3 separate regions of the Drosophila melanogaster genome follow, and all the other regions are linked to region 1. Evidence: chromatin contacts called from public ChIA-PET and Hi-C data. All regions are on one chromosome and are shown on one strand. Each heading gives the region's core, a stretch centred on a gene start, on an enhancer-like site or on the middle of the called end of the contact. The rest is flanking DNA. Distances are from core to core; before and after follow the strand shown. Region 1 holds the start of CG4553. Region 2 holds the start of CG31098. Region 3 holds the start of CG11902.

Region 1 (2,965 bases), core at 326-2,825:
AGCTGGGCATGATTGAGGGGCTGCATCTACACCTGGACAGCGGAAAAATCACGCCCAAGGCCTATGCCAGCCAAGTGAAGCTAAACGGAGTTGCAGATCAGGATATGTTCCCCTTGCGTCTCAGGAATCTCTTTGTATTCATTGTGGGTGGTGCCAGTTATGCGGAAATCGCCGCCTGCGATTTTGTGGCAAAGCTAACAGGCGCCCAAATAACCGTGGCATCCGACTCTCTAATGGCGGGCAGTGATTTGATCGCCACCGCCTTCAACCGCTGACCATGAAGTAACTAAGAATCTGTGTATCAAATGTTTTATATATTTTTATACAAAACAATGATGACAAAGCTTGTGATTAACAATTTTCGAAATTTACAATTTAAACAATGCTCTTTTCGAATAAATATTACCTAAAAGTGGCATTTGCTATTTATCACCACTGGCTCTGGTCATTCCAGGCACTCGGTAGAGCAGCTCTCCATCGTCATCGTAATAGGCATCCTCCACCCGGTAAGTGGCTCCTTGGCGATGCAGTTTCCGGGGAATAACAATGCGTGTTTTCACCTGGGTTATTTCATACTTGCGCTGATCCGCGGCACTGATCACAATCTCGCTGCTCGCAAACTTGGGCACGAAACTGGGCAGGAATCCGGTGCCACTGGGATTCTCGATGGGCCGCTTCATTTCCTCTGGAACTGCGGGCGCAGACTCAACGAGCTGCAATTCCTTAAGCTCCTGCAGCCGCATCTTCTTTTTATTACGGATTTTGTCCAACAAATAGGTTTCATCTTCGGCAGCAGAGGGTGGAGCTTCATAGCCGGATGGGATTTGTGGTGTAGGCATCTCCTCTGTTGTTTTACTACTGCTGCCCAGCAGTTTGCGGAATTCGTTGCCTTGCGGAGTCGGTAGTTGTGATTTTGTGGGCCAATCCTGGATTTTAAGCTCCCGCAGATCCTGCCACCTTCGCTCGGCGAATTTCTGCAGATGCTGGAGAAGAGACGGTGGGATACTGAAGTCACCCTTTCCCGTCCCTAAAAGCTGCCAGTTTTTAATGACGGTTTCATCGTGGGAGCGTATCCTTTGCACACTTCTCGGTCGCCACTTGGCCCGCAGAATTTTCTGCACAATGTCCGGAGTGGCGGGAAAACTTTCGGCCAATCGCTCAACGCTCCATTCCTCGGGATCTCGCTCGTGCAGCAGGCGCATCTGCTCCTTTTCGGCATGAAGCAAGAGATTGGGCAACTTGGCGTCTCGGAAATACTTGTGCTTTATCATAAACTGACGGATGCGGTCGCGATGCTGCTGCTGCTCCCTCTCGTACTGCCGATGGGTCTTCTGCACGTCCATGAAATCCGACTCCAGATCGGCGTAATCCTCGCTAGCTTCGCTGCTCTTTTCCGGGTGCTCCTGCAGCTGCTCCAGCTGGTAACCTAGTCCAGGATTTGCGCGACGAGGAGCTCTCGCCAACAGACAGGAGCGAGCAGTGTGCAGGCCGCGTTGGATCATGCGGGCAGTCATCTTGGTGAACAATTTTAAGTCATTTAAACTTTTTGTTTACATAAACAGCCGCATGCAAACCGCGATTAAGGCTATCGATATATAGCGCTTATCGTCTTCTAATTCATTATCGATAAGTCGTCGGTATAGCACTTTACAAAACGTAACAACCCTCCCGAAATTGTGTTGCTGATTTTTTTGTTGTTTCCGCTGAACCGGCGAAGTTATTTGTATTTAATTGTTTATTCGACTTCCAAGCTCACGAAATCATGGCCAGCAATGAGTCCGGCGGCGGTAACCTGATGGACGAGTTCGAGGAGGCCTTCCAGTCGTGCCTGCTGACGCTGACCAAACAGGAGCCGAATTCCGGGACAAACAAGGAGGAAATCGATCTGGAGGTACAGAAGACCACAAATCGCTTCATAGACGTCGCCCGCCAAATGGAGGCGTTCTTCCTGCAGAAGCGTTTTCTCGTCTCCACGCTGAAGCCCTACATGCTGATCAAGGACGAGAATCAGGACCTGAGCATCGAGATTCAACGCAAGGAGGCACTCCTGCAGAAGCACTACAATCGCCTGGAGGAGTGGAAGGCCTGCCTATCGGACATCCAACAGGGCGTACACAGTCGCCCCACGCCGCCCATCGGCTCTGGAATGCTGCAAGGTCCCGGTGGCGGAATGCCACCCATGGGAGGTACACCGCCGCGACCGGGAATGATGCCCGGAATGCCTCCGGGTGCAATGCAACCCGGCGGACCCATGCAGCCCAGTCCACACATGCTGCAGGCACAGCAGATGCAGCAGCTCCGCATGATAAGCAGACAAATGCCACCCAAATGAAACAGGAATGCATTCCTTTTAGCTTGTAATCTTGTATAGACCTGGATTAGTTAAATAAACCGATTTGATTATATATCACGAACGTTTTTATAATCCTTATATAGTTCGTTTCTTACTCATAGTTTTGATGATTAATAGTTTTCCTTCCCATATCTGCAAAACATTCACTTTTGAGGAGAAAAATCGTTACGCATTTATTATAATATCTGTGCCATTTATTTTTGTTATCTTTATGTCGCGTGTTAAATAATTGTAATTCTGCTTGTCCTAGCCGGATACGCAGAATTGTTTGTATATAGCCATGATCTATATCGTGTAAATATGTATTTAAATCATATGCTGTATATTTTGTTGTTTTTACTTGTATCTAATGTAAGTCTACACATGAATTAGGACAGTTTCGAACTTAACTGAGTTGACGAAAAAATAATCTTATGCGCTCGGTTATGGGTAATTGGTAATTGTAATTAGATAGGATAAACCACATTTGTAACTTTAGTCCACAGGAAATATCGACAAAGTCGACGAATTACCTACGATTAAATTAAAGGGTGTAACCACGGCATTGGTTCGATTCGGGTATTTTAGTCGATCTCGTATACCTTATCCGGTTCAAAGCCCGGAGCAGGTGCT
Region 2 (2,965 bases), core at 230-2,729, 180 kb before region 1:
ATTCATCCAAGAATCCAGATAGCTCGAATTCTTTAATAGTTCGCTGAAGGAAAGCCCGATACTTGGGGTTTTCAACATTTTCCCGGCGGAAACGATCACCGCTCTCAGTGCGTGAGTTCAGATCCTCAAGGTTTTCGAAACCAGCTCCCTCCCTGAAGATCAGTGGAGTCAGGCAAGTGGCGCCAATGACACCTATAATGGTGGAGTCATTATGAAAACCAATATAGATAAATGGTGATGATGATCATACCCATAAGACTGGTCTTGATCAACTCGATGTGGATTTCTTTAAGAGTTGGAATGTGTCCCTGGTAGTTTAGCTTCTCCAGGGTCTGCTGAAGCACTCTCTGGTATTCCCTCACAATGTACTTATAGTGGACCTTACGAACATTCTCGTTCAAGGATCCGTAGAGGAAGTAATTGAGATCAATGGTTGGGGATCCCACATAGGCCAACTGAAAGTCCAACTAGTGAACGAAGAGATAAATTAACGTGGATTTCGAATGGATTCTCGTCTATGAATGACATACTGTGACCACATCGTCTGGCTCCTTGGTCTCGTTGTTGATGTGGAACAAGAGATTGTTGATCCACAGATCGGTGAGGTTGAAGACCCGGAAATCCTTGCCTGTGCTCTCAAACATGGTCAGCGCTCTTTGCAGGACATTCTCGGCCAGGTTGAACATCTTCTCGGTGATCTCCTCGTAGCCCTTCCAGTGAGCCACTTCCTCGGCCACGCAGCGAATGTTGACGGGGAAGAAGGTGAGGAAGTCACGACGGTCCGGATTCCTCGAAATGGGCGCCTCGTCGAAGAACTCCAGCACCTCGGGGCTATCCTGGGCGATAAGGGCGCTGCAAGCGTGCAGCTTGGCGACCTTCTCGATGGTGGGCAGTACGTAGTCCAGATTCAGCAGTCGACCGCGTTCGAAGTTCTCGAAGCCGGACAGCTGCATGTCCTCCAGAATCAGGAATGGCTCCGGCGATTCCGTGGTGTAGTAGCACGTAGGTGCAATTTTCGTTTGATCTCCAATGGATTGGAGCAAGGCTTGAATACGTGGAAGCACCTCCTTGTAAGCCAGAATCTCACGCTTGAAGAGCTTACTCCTGTGGGCCACAGCACCTGTTTGTCCCTTGGGATGATCCTTCACAATCACTGAAAACTTGCCTTTGGGTGCAGTGCCCCTCTGAAGATTGAAACTGGCCCGATGCATTTCGCTGGCAAATCCCGCCGCCTGGTCGCCCACTTGGGCGCTCTTTACTATCAACTCGGTGACTGCCAGCTGCTCTTCCTTGAAGTGTTCCTTCAGCACATCCTGCAGGAATTCGGCGGTGAGCCATTCCGGAGCCTGGTAGTTCTTGCTGCCGGTTCCCATTGTATTTTCTTCTTTTTTTCTCAAGTCACCTGACCGCACCGAATAAAAATAACAGAGAGCTGAGTAGCAACTTACGCTGGGGGCTATCGAATCAAGAATGTGGGGCAAAACATGTGACGGGCTGGGAGAAAGATAGAGCTTCTGTAAAGCTCTCTCTGTTGTTAGCTTTGCGCTGGCTTATCAGCTGATTTATGTATATATAATATTATTTATATGTACATGTGGAATCTATGGCGGCAATGAAACCGGTTTATTGAGCAGTGTGGAACTTGTGCCCGATAACAACAAATAAAAGTGGAAAAACAGAGATACATATATATTTAACGTACTTGTTAGTGATGTTTTACTGTTTTCCTTGGGGAACAAATAAAATGTGATCTGAATACAGGCAACTGTTGTGATAAGCTTTAATGACTTGGCATTTATCTAATGTATTTATTCTATAGGTATATATTCTATATTCTATAGATTTATACATATTCTATGCCAGTTAGAGGATTTTCTTCAGAACTTCAGAAATGCATTAGCACATTTTCTACAAGTTATCAACTTCAGAAAATTATTTCAATAAACAAATAGATTTGTTTATCTGCTGAAACTATGCTGTTTACTATATTTGTTTTGATAGTTGAAAACATATTAAATTATGATGTAAAAGAAGTTACAGTCCAAACGGGATAAAGTATGTAAAATATATATATATATCGATCTACTTGTATACATTTTTAGTCTTTAATACAAATTCATATACTTAATTTCGGTTTTAACAGTAATGACTTGAACCGCTTCAAAAGTCTAGAATACCACGCCGAAGTAGAAAGGGGAATATGCTGAGCGCAGAGCGGACGTAGAGTGGATTTGTGTACACCTTGGACCGGAAGCGATCTCCTTCCTCTCCCGGCTGCGTAAGCTTCACCAAGCTAGCTTCCGTATCCGGTGGCAGCAAAATGAACACAAGGTGCGTGAAGGTGGTAAAGTAGCCTGATAAAAGAGTTTTGTATCATTTATATATAGTGATCGTCTAGTTAAATTCTTACCCCAAAATCCATACTTGATCATGCTCATATGCAGCTCCCTTAGCATTGGTATTCGTTCGCTGTATTTTAGGATCTTTAGGCAGCGCACTAGGTGTGTGTGGTATATCCTGATGAAGTAGTCAAAGTATTGTATTCGTATACTATGCCGTGCCGAACATATGATGAGTTCCCAAAGATCCTGAGCCGGACTACCCCACTTGCACAGTTGGAAGTCCACGAAACGCACCTGGTTGATATCACCAGTTTGAGTATAGCTTAGCATTATGTTGCTGGACCAAAAATCACCGTGATTTAGAACTTTAAACTCCTGCGGATTGTTGTTAAAGCAGCTGGCGTAGGATTGCACAAATTGATCGGCCGTGGGCTTGAATACATCATCAAATCGATGTTATTGAATGTTAAGATATTTATTAGATTGTTTAACTTACAATGCGACTCACATACTGTTCGTGATCGGCCAGACCCCAACTGGCTATTGCAGTTTTATAGCTCTGGAGCCTCGCCTGATACGATTTCGATTTCTGATAGTTGGCGGGTAGGTAAATCCTCTGAAAA
Region 3 (2,965 bases), core at 209-2,708, 140 kb before region 1:
GGATGTGGAGGCCAGAGGCCGATCGTCTTCGTCATCCGACTGCTTGTATGACTCCTTGTCTAGGTGCTCTTTGTGCTTGTGCTTGATCAAGCTGACAATGTACTTGTACGATTTACTACACTGATCGCAATTGTAGTAGCTATCTTCACCACTGTGGCCATCCTCATCGGAGAGTCTGCAAAAAAGAATAGTGCAAATATCAATTAGGTAAATGGACTAGCAATCAAGCGGGCAGATGGCAATTATTAGACACATTTTGCGATACAAAAGATTTCCGTTTTGGATTTTACTATGGAATTGATGTGATATTTGTGGCACCCGCATAATGAATAATGACATTAATCTTACACCACTGCCTTGATGATGCTGTGTACCAGGGAGTCGTTGTTGGTTCTGCTTTGATTAGTGGATGTTTCAGAGATGGATGCTGGACTGTATGGATTGGCATCTTCGGCCAAAGTTGACGGCATCTTTCGCCCGGAATTATTCGACAGGAGACTGGATCCGTGCTCTTTGTGTTTGTGCTTCACCAGCGCCATCACGTACTTGTAGGTTTTATCGCACAGATCGCACTTGTAATAGTCTTCTTCATAACTATCAATAAAAAACTTTTAGATGGCTATCTAGCTAGCATAAAGTTGTTTCATACTCCTCTCCGTTCTTGCCCAGAATTCCGTGGTCCCTCTGCTTGTGACGATACAGATTGGTGACATATCTGAAGACCTTGTTGCACAGCTCGCAAACATTTTCCTTCGTCGTGTCAGAGCCGCAGACCGAGGCTGCTATCTTACGTTGACGCAGAGGCACATCATCCAGGTCTTCATCGGAATCGCTAAAGTGTACAATACTCCGTTTGACAATGCGCGGGCGCACTAAAGGATCTGCCTTGGGCGCCTGTTGCGTTGAAGCCAGTTCCTCCGTCTTGATGGTCACGCCTTCAATCTCAAACAGGTGGATGGGTGTCTCACGCAGGCATTCCAAGGCCGCAGTGCCCTCCATCTCGTCATCCCCATTCAAAGAATCCCCGATTTTCTGCAGCCACAGCTCGTGTGTTCGACGTGCCTGCAGCACAAAATCGTAGGTGCTCTCCAGCTTCTCGGCACACGCGTAGCACAGCCACTGTGGGAACTTCTCAGCTTGCGCCATGACCACCTTTTAGTACCATTTAAATAAAGTAAATTAATATAGATGAGGGCACCAATTGAATGACAAAAGGACAATTCACCCACCTCGATTCGCGTTAGCTCGACCAGCAGCTGGACGAAGGTCTTCTCCGCGTACTTCTCCACGGGCGTTTCAATCCAGTAGCGTCCGTCGTCGCAGCCACACACTCTGCACGTCCTGGTCATCTCCTAACGCATTTATTTTACTTTTTTTATAACCAAGTTAAAGAGCAAAAAGTGTCAGTTTAGCCAACTGAAAAAACAGCTGAGTGAGTAGTGCTGAAAAACGCGGATTGCATTGTGAAACAGCTGATTGCATAAACATCGGTCACACTCAAAAGGGCTCTTGTTGCATTTATAAGTTTAATTTGTTTTTCAGTGATTTTCATAAACATTCTAGTTGAAAATCATGAGCTAAGCGAGCTCACTACGGAAAAAATGCTTCCGTCGGACGTGTGCCGCACCTGTGCGGTGCAGAACAGCCAATTGCTGCCCTTGTCCACTTGCCTGGACAAAGACTCCTCCAAAAGCTACTATGCGGTGCTCCAGGAATTGACGCAAATCGATGTGAGTCTGTTAACAGAACTTGGTCTTAGAACATACCTTCCTAACCTTGTAACAATCCTGATCCTTAAACCCAGCTGGAAAACACCGATGACAACCTGCCGCAACATATATGCAGCGAGTGCTGGAGACGAATGGAAAGTGCCTATACCTTTGTGCAACAGGCCAGAAAAGTCCATGGAGAGCTGCTGGCTCAGTTGAGGGAATGTCTAGACGAATTGCCCATCGATATTCCTGCGGAACAGAACATAAAAACGGAAGTAGACCTCGATGATGGCGGTAACAAGTCCGAAGTGGAAGTGGACGACACCGAAGCGACGGCTTTGGAACTTAAGTGGCAGCCGGCGAGTGGCAGCGATCGGGAATTTTGTTCTGGTCCGGAAAGCGATGAGTAAGTGTTCTTCAAACTTACCGTCTTTACAATATAACATTAATTTCCTTAAAGAGATCAAGTGGAAAAGAAGTCGTATCATCTACGTCGAAGCTCTCGAAAAGTAAAGCATCCAGTGGAAAGCGAAAACGAGGAGTAAGTCTAATATAATAGCACTATAAGCCCTAATCTTTTTGTCCCTCCTAGATGTAAGCCATCTGAACCATCGCCGGTTAAGCGCCGTCGAGGACGCCCACCTGGTCCAGCGAAAAGCCAGGCGATGACCACGGATGGCCGGCACGCATGTGAGGTTTGCGGAAAGACATTCTCCTGGTACCGCGACATGCAGCGCCACGCCAGGATCCACTTCGAGAACGCTTCATACGTGTGCGACACCTGTGGCAAGGGATTCCTGCGCAAGGACAAGTACATATTTCATCTCCGATGCCACAAGAAGCGAGAGGCCAAATGGAAGGCTCTCCAGCTCGGGAAAGAGTGGCGTTTTGCTGAGCGCCTCTATAGCTCAGGAAAGTTAAAAAGAATCGAGTGCAAGCTATGCGGGTTGAGCTGCCAGCGAATGGAGGAGCTTAGAGCTCACCTATGGGATCACGCAGATACGGAGACCTTAGTCAACTTGAGAACGGATAGTGACGTGGTAAGAGAGCATTTTCCTGGCTTGCCATGTGACTTGGACAATATAAAGAAACAGATCTGCGTTGACATAGCAGATGGCCATTTGGAGAAGTATGCCTGTGTAGTGAATTTCCACGGATACGAGCTGGGACTCAGCGATTCCGACGAAGAGTGTGACAGCAAAGAGTCTAAATATCATTGCTTCGTGTGCAATATGTCTTTTAATCGCAAACAT

Evidence for each region. Hi-C and Micro-C count contacts between places; a contact is called where the count stands out from the background. ChIA-PET counts read pairs in DNA pulled down with a chosen protein or histone mark.
Region 2: a contact with region 1 is called in an RNA polymerase II ChIA-PET map of the Kc167 cell line, with 5 times the contacts expected there. The contact joins the promoter of CG31098 here to the promoter of CG4553 in region 1. A contact is called at or near these places in 3 of 107 Hi-C or Micro-C datasets (the Clone 8 cell line, the Kc167 cell line and the S2 cell line) and 1 of 6 datasets of contacts at active chromatin or transcription factors (the Kc167 cell line).
Region 3: a contact with region 1 is called in a Hi-C map of the Kc167 cell line, with 3 times the contacts expected there. The contact joins the promoter of CG11902 here to the promoter of CG4553 in region 1. A contact is called at or near these places in 17 of 107 Hi-C or Micro-C datasets (the Clone 8 cell line, the D17-c3 cell line, the Kc167 cell line and 7 more) and 4 of 6 datasets of contacts at active chromatin or transcription factors (the Kc167 cell line and the S2 cell line).

The regions. Positions count from the first base shown.
Region 1 is chr3R:25,475,340-25,478,304 of dm6, forward strand. CG4553 reads right to left here and starts at 1,576. Exons shown (of 1, transcript NM_143139.2): 1 at 297-1,576. The coding sequence starts at 1,514. The coding sequence ends at 423. It overlaps Vps33B (Vacuolar protein sorting 33B), which reads left to right. Exons shown (of 4, transcript NM_143138.3): 4 at 1-417. The coding sequence ends at 275. It overlaps MED28 (Mediator complex subunit 28), which reads left to right and starts at 1,664. Exons shown (of 1, transcript NM_143140.1): 1 at 1,664-2,406. The coding sequence starts at 1,763. The coding sequence ends at 2,332. XNP (XNP,) reads right to left here. Exons shown (of 4, transcript NM_170228.3): 4 at 2,529-2,965. The coding sequence ends at 2,917.
Region 2 is chr3R:25,291,498-25,294,462 of dm6, forward strand. It overlaps CG31098, which reads right to left and starts at 1,480. Exons shown (of 3, transcript NM_170212.3): 1 at 531-1,480; 2 at 251-467; 3 at 1-192. The coding sequence starts at 1,373. It overlaps CG31102, which reads right to left. Exons shown (of 4, transcript NM_170213.3): 2 at 2,851-2,965; 3 at 2,411-2,774; 4 at 1,961-2,354. The coding sequence ends at 2,161.
Region 3 is chr3R:25,333,799-25,336,763 of dm6, forward strand. It overlaps CG11902, which reads left to right and starts at 1,459. Exons shown (of 5, transcript NM_143132.4): 1 at 1,459-1,730; 2 at 1,805-2,118; 3 at 2,173-2,253; 4 at 2,305-2,965. The coding sequence starts at 1,602. CG10669 reads right to left here and starts at 1,445. Exons shown (of 6, transcript NM_001170257.2): 1 at 1,230-1,445; 2 at 650-1,152; 3 at 349-594; 4 at 1-175. The coding sequence starts at 1,349.